2 separate regions of the Clupea harengus genome follow, and region 1 is linked to region 2. A link is a contact called in public Hi-C data. All regions are on one chromosome and are shown on one strand. Each heading gives the region's core, a stretch centred on a gene start, on an enhancer-like site or on the middle of the called end of the contact. The rest is flanking DNA. Distances are from core to core; before and after follow the strand shown. Region 1 overlaps LOC105910009 (transcription factor HIVEP3). Region 2 overlaps LOC116222444 (cAMP-dependent protein kinase inhibitor alpha-like).

What was found. Hi-C and Micro-C count contacts between places; a contact is called where the count stands out from the background.
Region 1: a contact with region 2 is called in a Hi-C map of head, with 3 times the contacts expected there. The contact joins two enhancer-like sites. A contact is called at or near these places in 2 of 2 Hi-C or Micro-C datasets (head and muscle).

Annotation. Positions count from the first base shown.
Region 1 is chr11:15,257,743-15,261,678 of Ch_v2.0.2, forward strand. LOC105910009 (transcription factor HIVEP3) reads left to right here. Exons shown (of 9, transcript XM_031575647.2): 7 at 1-47; 8 at 892-1,547; 9 at 1,893-3,674. The coding sequence ends at 2,675. Among protein-coding and RNA genes, the nearest start is that of LOC105910010, 7.6 kb to the right of the region's middle. Within about 2 kb of position 2,554, the one cell type or tissue checked has open chromatin away from gene starts, as enhancers often do.
Region 2 is chr11:15,145,965-15,149,840 of Ch_v2.0.2, forward strand. LOC116222444 (cAMP-dependent protein kinase inhibitor alpha-like) reads right to left here. Exons shown (of 3, transcript XM_031576580.2): 2 at 1,476-1,636; 3 at 1-1,182. The coding sequence starts at 1,617. The coding sequence ends at 1,100. Among protein-coding and RNA genes, the nearest start is that of LOC116222444, 7.2 kb to the right of the region's middle. Within about 2 kb of position 2,202, the one cell type or tissue checked has open chromatin away from gene starts, as enhancers often do.

The sequences.
Region 1 (3,936 bases), core at 1,304-3,803, 110 kb after region 2:
GGAGATGGGCATATCTGGGTCCCCGCTGGACGATCCTGATGAAGCAGGTAAGACGCCTCTCACACCTGCAGCGTCTGCTGGGCCAGTGAAAACGAGGGGCCGTTCATTCAGACATTCAGACATTGGGAACATTAATAGAGCTAGGTGAGGTATGCACAGAAAGAAGTTGTGCTTATTCGGTCTCAGGGTCACCGAGTCTTTCAAAGACACTTCCGCTGAGCACCTCTAGCCCCCTTCCACGCTGTGAATGCTCTGTGAGGGACTATTGAAAAGGCCTTGAACATGGCGGGAACAAGGGCCTTCAGCTCTGCCTGCCTGCCTCATCATGGGCATAAATATAGAGATGAAGAAAAAGAGCTGCCTCGCTTTCCTCTCGCTCTCGCTCTCCATCTCCTTCCCTCTCCCTCTCCCTCTCCCTCTCCCTCTCCCTCCCTCTCCCTCTCCCTCTCTCCCCCTCTCTCCCTCTCCCTCTCCCTCTCTCTCTCTCTCTCTCTGAGACAGATTTTGTGCAGTGCAAGCGGGGGAGTTGCAAGAATGCCTCATTCAAGCGTCCTCCATTTAAAAGGCTGCAAATATAGCACCTGAATGGAGAGCTGCATGACTTCCATTGAAATGAAATGTTCCCTTTCTCCTCTTTTTTCTTTGCTGTTTTAATGGGCTTATGAATGGCCTTCAGACAGGTTGCTTGTATTCCCAGACCTTTTTTCTGCTTTATGCAGTAGTTTGCATTGAGAACAGATGAGTTTCTATATATGTTCTTTGCCTGTTCATAGATTCAGGGGGATACATCATATTTACTTGGACATATATGTTAAACCGTAATGAAGTATTGTCTGAAAGAAATGCTTACATTTAAATTCAAACATCTCATTCAAACATCTCATCCACCAGGGGGCAGCGAGGATCCAGCATTTGGCTTAGAGGATTCTGAAGAGCACCAGTTCTCCGATGTAGAAGATTCTGAGGAGGGTGATGACAACGAGGAGGAAGACGACGATTGCTCCGACGATCCACCATCCTCCTGCTCCACCGACACCCGTCCGTCCAACAGTGGTCAGTCTGACAGCAGCCAGAGCCTGCAGCTTGACCTCCCGGAGCACCTCTCCTTCCCCCCTTCCAGCGGCGGCAGCGGCGGCCACGACTACCCCTCCCCGCGGAGGCCCTGGCCCAGCGCCCGCGCTGCCTCCCCAGGCAGCAAGAGGGCGATGTTCTCGCGCCGGCGCTGGGAAGCCTCTCCGCGGGCCTTCTCCCCAGCCAGCGAGGGTGGCTCCTCGCTCCGCAGCCTCTCGCCACGCCTGGAGCTGTCCTCGCCCAGCCGCCACCTCTCGCCCTCCCCAGAGCGCGGCCCCTCACCCGCCTCCATGAGGACCCTGTCCCCCCTGCAGCCCCTGTCCCCGATGCGGCCCCTCTCCCCGGGCCGCTACCACAGCTCCAGGGCCCGGCTCAGCCCCTCCCCCCTGCGGGCGCAGCACTACAGGCACCACAGCTCCCCCGCACATCTCCCCTGGGACTCGGCTGGCACACACACACGCTCCGAGCCTCGACAGGTGAGCCACGCCGCTCTCATGGCAGGGTACTTACAGCTACCTCTGCCAAGCCCCTCCACAGAGCTTGGCTTTGCTGGACAGTAGAATCAGATTCTGTGGGTGTGTATATGTGCTTGCAAAAGCGAATTTGATATTTAGTCATATGTATTTAGATGCATATGTAGAGTATGTGGACAGATCTACAGCAGTTATATTTACTGACTGCTAGATATGTTTGATTTTGTCAGTATTTGTTCACTGTATCGTGAATTCCGATCGGCATCACCACCACGGAAAAACGCCAAGTTCAACAAAGTTTCTGTTTAGATTGGATGCTCATTCTAAATCCTCTGCTTCCCCCTGCAGGAGAGACCTGGAACTCCACGCGAGGGGCTGACCTTACCCGAGGCTGTTCTGTTCCCCCCTGCTCTCCGCCTCTCCTCCGGGTCTGGGTCTGGGTTTGGGTCCAGCTCCATGTTCGGGTCTGAGTCCATGCCCACCGGTGCCTCCAGGACCATGGACCACATGTTCAGTCACCTCCCGCTCCACTCCCAGGACCAGGCCCGCGTCCCCTATCACATGATCCCCATCGGGGGGATCCAGATGGTGCAGGCGCGGCCCCGAGCCAAACTGGAAAGGAGTCCGTCGTCCGCAGCCTCCTCTCCCACCTCCCCTAAAGAGGACATTGCGTTGTTCCACGCCACGCCGCCCGGGACGAGTGAGATGAGGACTCAGAAAGACTACAAATCCCAGACCTTGCAGCAGCGAAGCAGCCAATCAGGGCCAAGTATTCCAGGCATGGTCACCACACTCCCCAGCCCGGCCAGTTTACACCCTGGCAAGCAGGAACAGGAGCTGGATGCGACCAAACGCAAACAGCATGGCAGCTCACACACTTCCCCAACAGATACACACTCATTAGTTACTGAGCGAACGGACGCACAGGCCTCCAGCTACAGCCACGCACCGGAGCAGATCACCGACAGGCTCTCCGGCCTGAGAGTGTCGTCCTTTTCCTCCAATCAAAGAACTAGACAGCTGCCCGAAAGGAAGGCGCCTCCGTCGAGGCGGGGCTCCTCATTGGCTGAGAGAGAGGAAGAGGGAGGAGACAGTGCCAGCAGAAGGGACTGCACCCTGGGAGACACTTAACCTGCGTTTCATATCTCTGCTTGGTCTTTCACGCTCTATCTGGCTTACTCTCTCTCTCTCTTTCTTTTTTTTTATTTATATTATTTTTTTGTAATGGTTTTGGTTTTTTATAAACATTTTCAGTACTATTGTTAACTTAAATGTTTGTTCTTGCAATATTCAGGATTGTAATAAGATGCACTTTCTTTTCTTTGAGATGATAATACTTATGTAAACCTATCCAATCTATCCCCCTTGTATCTTTGTTGACATTGCAATCTTAATATATATTTCAATATGTACATGTAAAATGATGAGGAATACATTTGTAAATGAGATAAGTACTTTAATCACCAATAATTCCAATTTGTCCAGTGTCCAGTATTACTCCATATATAGTTATCTGTGCCTTTCTGTCTGGGTCTTTTTGCTTGAAGTGTAGATAAGGAGGAAAAGGCTGTGAATTTTACTCATATATATAAATATATATATATATGATATAATCTTGTGTTTCAGTGGAGCTGATGTTGGGGAAGGGGTAGTTTATGATTTGTTTTGTTTTGTTTTGTTTTGTTTTGTTTTGTTTTGTTTTGTTTTGTTTTGTTTTTTTAAAGTCAGGGTCAGCACAGTGGCCCAGACGGCCCAGCAAGAGTGGGATGTAAAAGAAAGCTTTGCCAAGCAAATGCACTGAAGTCATATTTTTAATAGAAAAAAAGATGATTAGATCTTATGTGTGTACAGATAGGAAGTATATGGTCCATATTTATTGTAATTTTAAAATATGAAATGTTATTTTGTTACATTTTGTTTCAAACCATTTTTGTTATTTTTTCCAGAGGTTTTGTATTGGTCTTATATTTGCATTTTTACTTTGTTTTATGACTTGAAACTGAATTATGAAGGCAGAGGATAAGAGAGGGACTTATTGGTAGCAACAGGTCAGATGGTTAAAATTCCCTGCAGGTCTGACACAAAGTAACTTTCTACTTTCTTGAACCAATAAACGTGCACCAGACTTTACAGACTCTCCATGCTGCCTTTATTAGTGTTTGGCTGTGCAATTCAGTCTTCATACTGTTGGTTCAGTTCATGACTACCGGTAAACATCTCTCTCTCTCTGCCTCTCTCTCTCTCTCTCTCTCTCTGCCTCTCTCTCTCTCTCTCTCTCTCTCTTGCGCGCGCGCGCTTCTCTCTCTCTCTTTTCTCCCTCGCTCGCTTCTCTCTCGCGCTCTCTTTTTCCAACCACTAGAGGGTGCTAGCCCCTAATATGTTTTTAATAGAT
Region 2 (3,876 bases), core at 952-3,451:
TCATCTGTTCATCTCACAGAGAAAATGAACATTTCCTTGTGAATGTGATGTGGAATGGCTTGCTAAAAAACACAAGTGTCACTTTTCTTAAGGGATAACAAAAATGCACAGTGACACATCTTCACATGACTTTGCTTCACAAGTACCTGACAAAAATAGACATTCACGTGTTGAAGATGATGAAGGTCATTTTAGTGACCTCAGGATACAAAACCAGAAAAGCCACATGATCACTTTGATCAATCAGGCCTGATCAAGATGATATTAGTCTTGGGCTGATTGGGTTTATAAATACATTTGTTGACATAATTCAATGGGATATTTAACCAGATTGCTCTCTGAGATGATGCTACATATATTTCCTAAAAAAGTTTCCACATACAAATACAAACACCCACATACATATATAATCACACTTTTGTTTCATACACACTAGTGCCAAATACACAGAATATACCAGCAACCCTTACGGCAGTGCACCGCCATCATAGTCCTTCCATGTGCTGATATCCCATGACTGCATATTCAAAGTATTTTCTTTCAGAAAACAACCTGGATCATTCACAGACCCCAAATCTCCACATTGAAGAAATCCATAACAGGTACTGTGATCATGATTAGGAAACAATTCCCCGGGCCAAAAATTCTAAATCAGTTAGACTGCTCTTTGGCAAATGTAACTTACAAACAAGTAAACCAAATAGAAATGATTAAAACGATCTTCACAGGTTTCTCACATTTTTCTATATCCTTGTCTTTAGAAAAAAATCATAAAAGTAAAAAAAAAAAAAAAACATCTCTTTAGTCTTGCCTTGAACTCGTTGGTTCAGTTACAGGAAGTTCTCATCTTTGGACTGAAAGCAGCTTCCCCTTCTCTTTTCTCAGTGTCCTCCTGTCATCTCCGCTTTCTCCACAGACCTATCTCACCAGCGCTCTCTCTCTCTCTCTCTCTCACACACACACACGCTACACAGGGCTCTCTGGACACAGCTCTGACATCAATCTCCCCCAAGTCTTGTCTGCCGCATGTCTCTCTCTCAGCGCCCATTTCCATGGCGATGCCATTGGATGGGGTGGTCCAAGCAAAAGGGTAATGTGTCTATGTCCCCTCCTGGCCCGCGCTGTGGTCTGTGGGGGCGGGGGGCTCCTCTGTGCTGGGGGACTGAGCCCCACCTGGCCCATCTGGAAGGGAGAAGCACAGAGACAAGAGGGACCTTTGGTGAGAGCGTGAACCGCAAAAAGGGAAAGGTGGACTGTGATTATAGGCTGTAGAGGAAGGGTGTCTTATGAGTGCAATTTTAAATGATGCAATGTTGTTTAACTATGTTTATGAATACCATAAACAAAATGCAAGAAATTATTTTTGATTTGTATATTTACTCCCATTGTGGGAAAGAGAGAATTTTTATTTAGGATAGAGAAAGGCGAATGCAGAATCCCAGAGGGAGAGTATCCTTTATGAGTAGGTGCCATACCAGTGACTGACAGCTGCGCTAGTTTGAGGGGCAGGTCTGTAGGGCTGACCCCTGCCGGTGAGCCCAGGATGTCAGGGAGGGCGTTGCGACGACCGGAGCGGCCAGATGAGGCAAAGTCCAGCATCAGCTCCACCTCCGTCATCTCTCAGCCAATCACCTGCCTGCTAGCAATCACAGATCCATGAGAATACAATTATAAGTAGAGTGAAGGAGAAGGCATCAGTTATAAAAATCCAATGTTATTTCTACAGGTAAAGCCTTGACCTATCACACTGTAGTTAATATGTGATGTAGATATGTTTTTGTCTATTTACAGCAGTGTTGCTTTCAGCTGGTTTATTAACAAATGGTTCTACGAGTGAAAAGGCATTCATTTAGAACCGTTTTTAGTTTTTAGTTTTTTAAGAACAAGGATGGAACCTTGTTAGGGTTAGAGCCAGTCCATTATTGTTACAGTATAGTTGTAGCAACATGCAAATCAAGTGGTAATACCAAATGTCCTTATAATATCTCCAGTAATACCAGATATCATAATAAAATCTGGAACATAAAAGAGAATAGGAAAGACAAAATATCACCTAGCAAACCAAAACATGGAAGTGCTCATGAAAAAAAAAACACACATTACCTACTGTCCTCCACTTGGGGGAGCTGTTGTACTATAAACAGACCTATAAACCCTTTCCCTCATAAACTACTGACACATAAATATTTTTTCCCTTTGGAACAACCTTTGGCGCTTCAGTATTAGCCGCCTATACTCCACTCTGATCAACTTTTGTCCACTAATATCATGCCAGCTCACGCTCTTTCACACAGAAACACTGCAAGAATGCTAAAGTCACCATAATAACAACAAGAACTTAAAACGACTACAGAACAATGCCAGAAGATGTGTTTATTAAAAACTACTTTACTCTACCATTGGAGGTGAATTCTAATGTGGGGACTGGTGAGATCAAATCAAGCTGCCTGATGACTGGGCTATTACATGGGGAGCCGGCTGTGAGAACAACAACCAAATATTTCAGATACTTACCATGAAATACTGATCACTATATGGCACTATCATAAGAATTTGTCTTGTACTAAATGTCATGGAGGGAGTTTATTTGAAGCACATCTGTCTATGTATTTACATGTGTGTAAAATCAATATATCTTTTTTTGTCTCTTGTTAGCTGTCTTCCCAACACTCAACAGGCCAACCTGATTTCCTTGTTGACAAAGCACAACCAAGAACTGTCGCCTCCAGTTTACCGCCCGACCACTCACTTGACACAATTCATTACATGCTGCCGAGCACACAAAAATAAACAACATGGCCCCCATTTCAGTACGTAAGTCAATAGCACCCTGAGGGAAGGATCTGTCGTTGATTAGGAGAGACCATGCGACGTGCTTAAGGACATCCATGAAGTTATAAGAACAGAGACACGTCTGCACTCCACTCCCTGAGACTGATCAGGCTGTGGTGATTCTCCACCCCTATAAAACATGCTCCTACGATATCCTGTGAAAAATACTCTTTGCTCTCTCAGTTCCTCTGTCCCCCCTATTTCTACTCACAGTCTACTTAATGACAAAGTGAGAAAGAAAAGGACTAGATGAAGGGATCAGAGAGAGACACTATCCTATTTGAATAAGTGCCATAAACTAACAAGCCATGTGTTTTTTCACCATTACAATAAGACCGCACCTAGAGTACACTGTGCACACTTTTCCTTTCTATCTCTTCCCAGCTCTACTCTGCCTGTTTGACTCACAGGCTTTCCTTTACTACATAGTTCCCTATCTGACAGCGAATCTCAGTTCCATTACTCCTTTAATCTTAACCTTATCTCCCACCTGCAGTGCTGTGGAAACACACTCACAAGTGAAATAATCAATAAAAGCAGAGCAAGCTTGGCAACTTCCTACTTGAATACATTTGGTTGCACACAATTCAAACAGAAACTATTTGCCTTTGCCTAATGCAGTGAATCCTATTCTCACTTTAACCTTACGGAAAGAAGAAGGTCTTCTGTCAAATGTAATATTTGTTTGTTATAAATTCTGTCCATATTTGTCTTTCAAAACACTGCTTTTTTGTGAGTCTTACACTGTCTGCTTCAGAGCCCAACACACCTCTGCAGTCAGACATCCGACAAGTACACAGAGCGAGGAGAGAAAGCCGGAGGGGGAAAGAGGGATTAGAGACAGATGCTGCTGAGAGAGAAAGGAGAAATGGAAGAGAAGAGTGTGGAGACAAAAGTCAATAGCAAGTCTGTAAAAAAAAGGGGGGGGTCTCAGGGCGATGATGTCTGGGTGTTTGGCTTCCCTGCTATTATATGAAATGGTTAGAGAGAAACAATAATCACTTCACCTAGAGGATGATCAACACAAAGAAAAAAAGGCAGAGA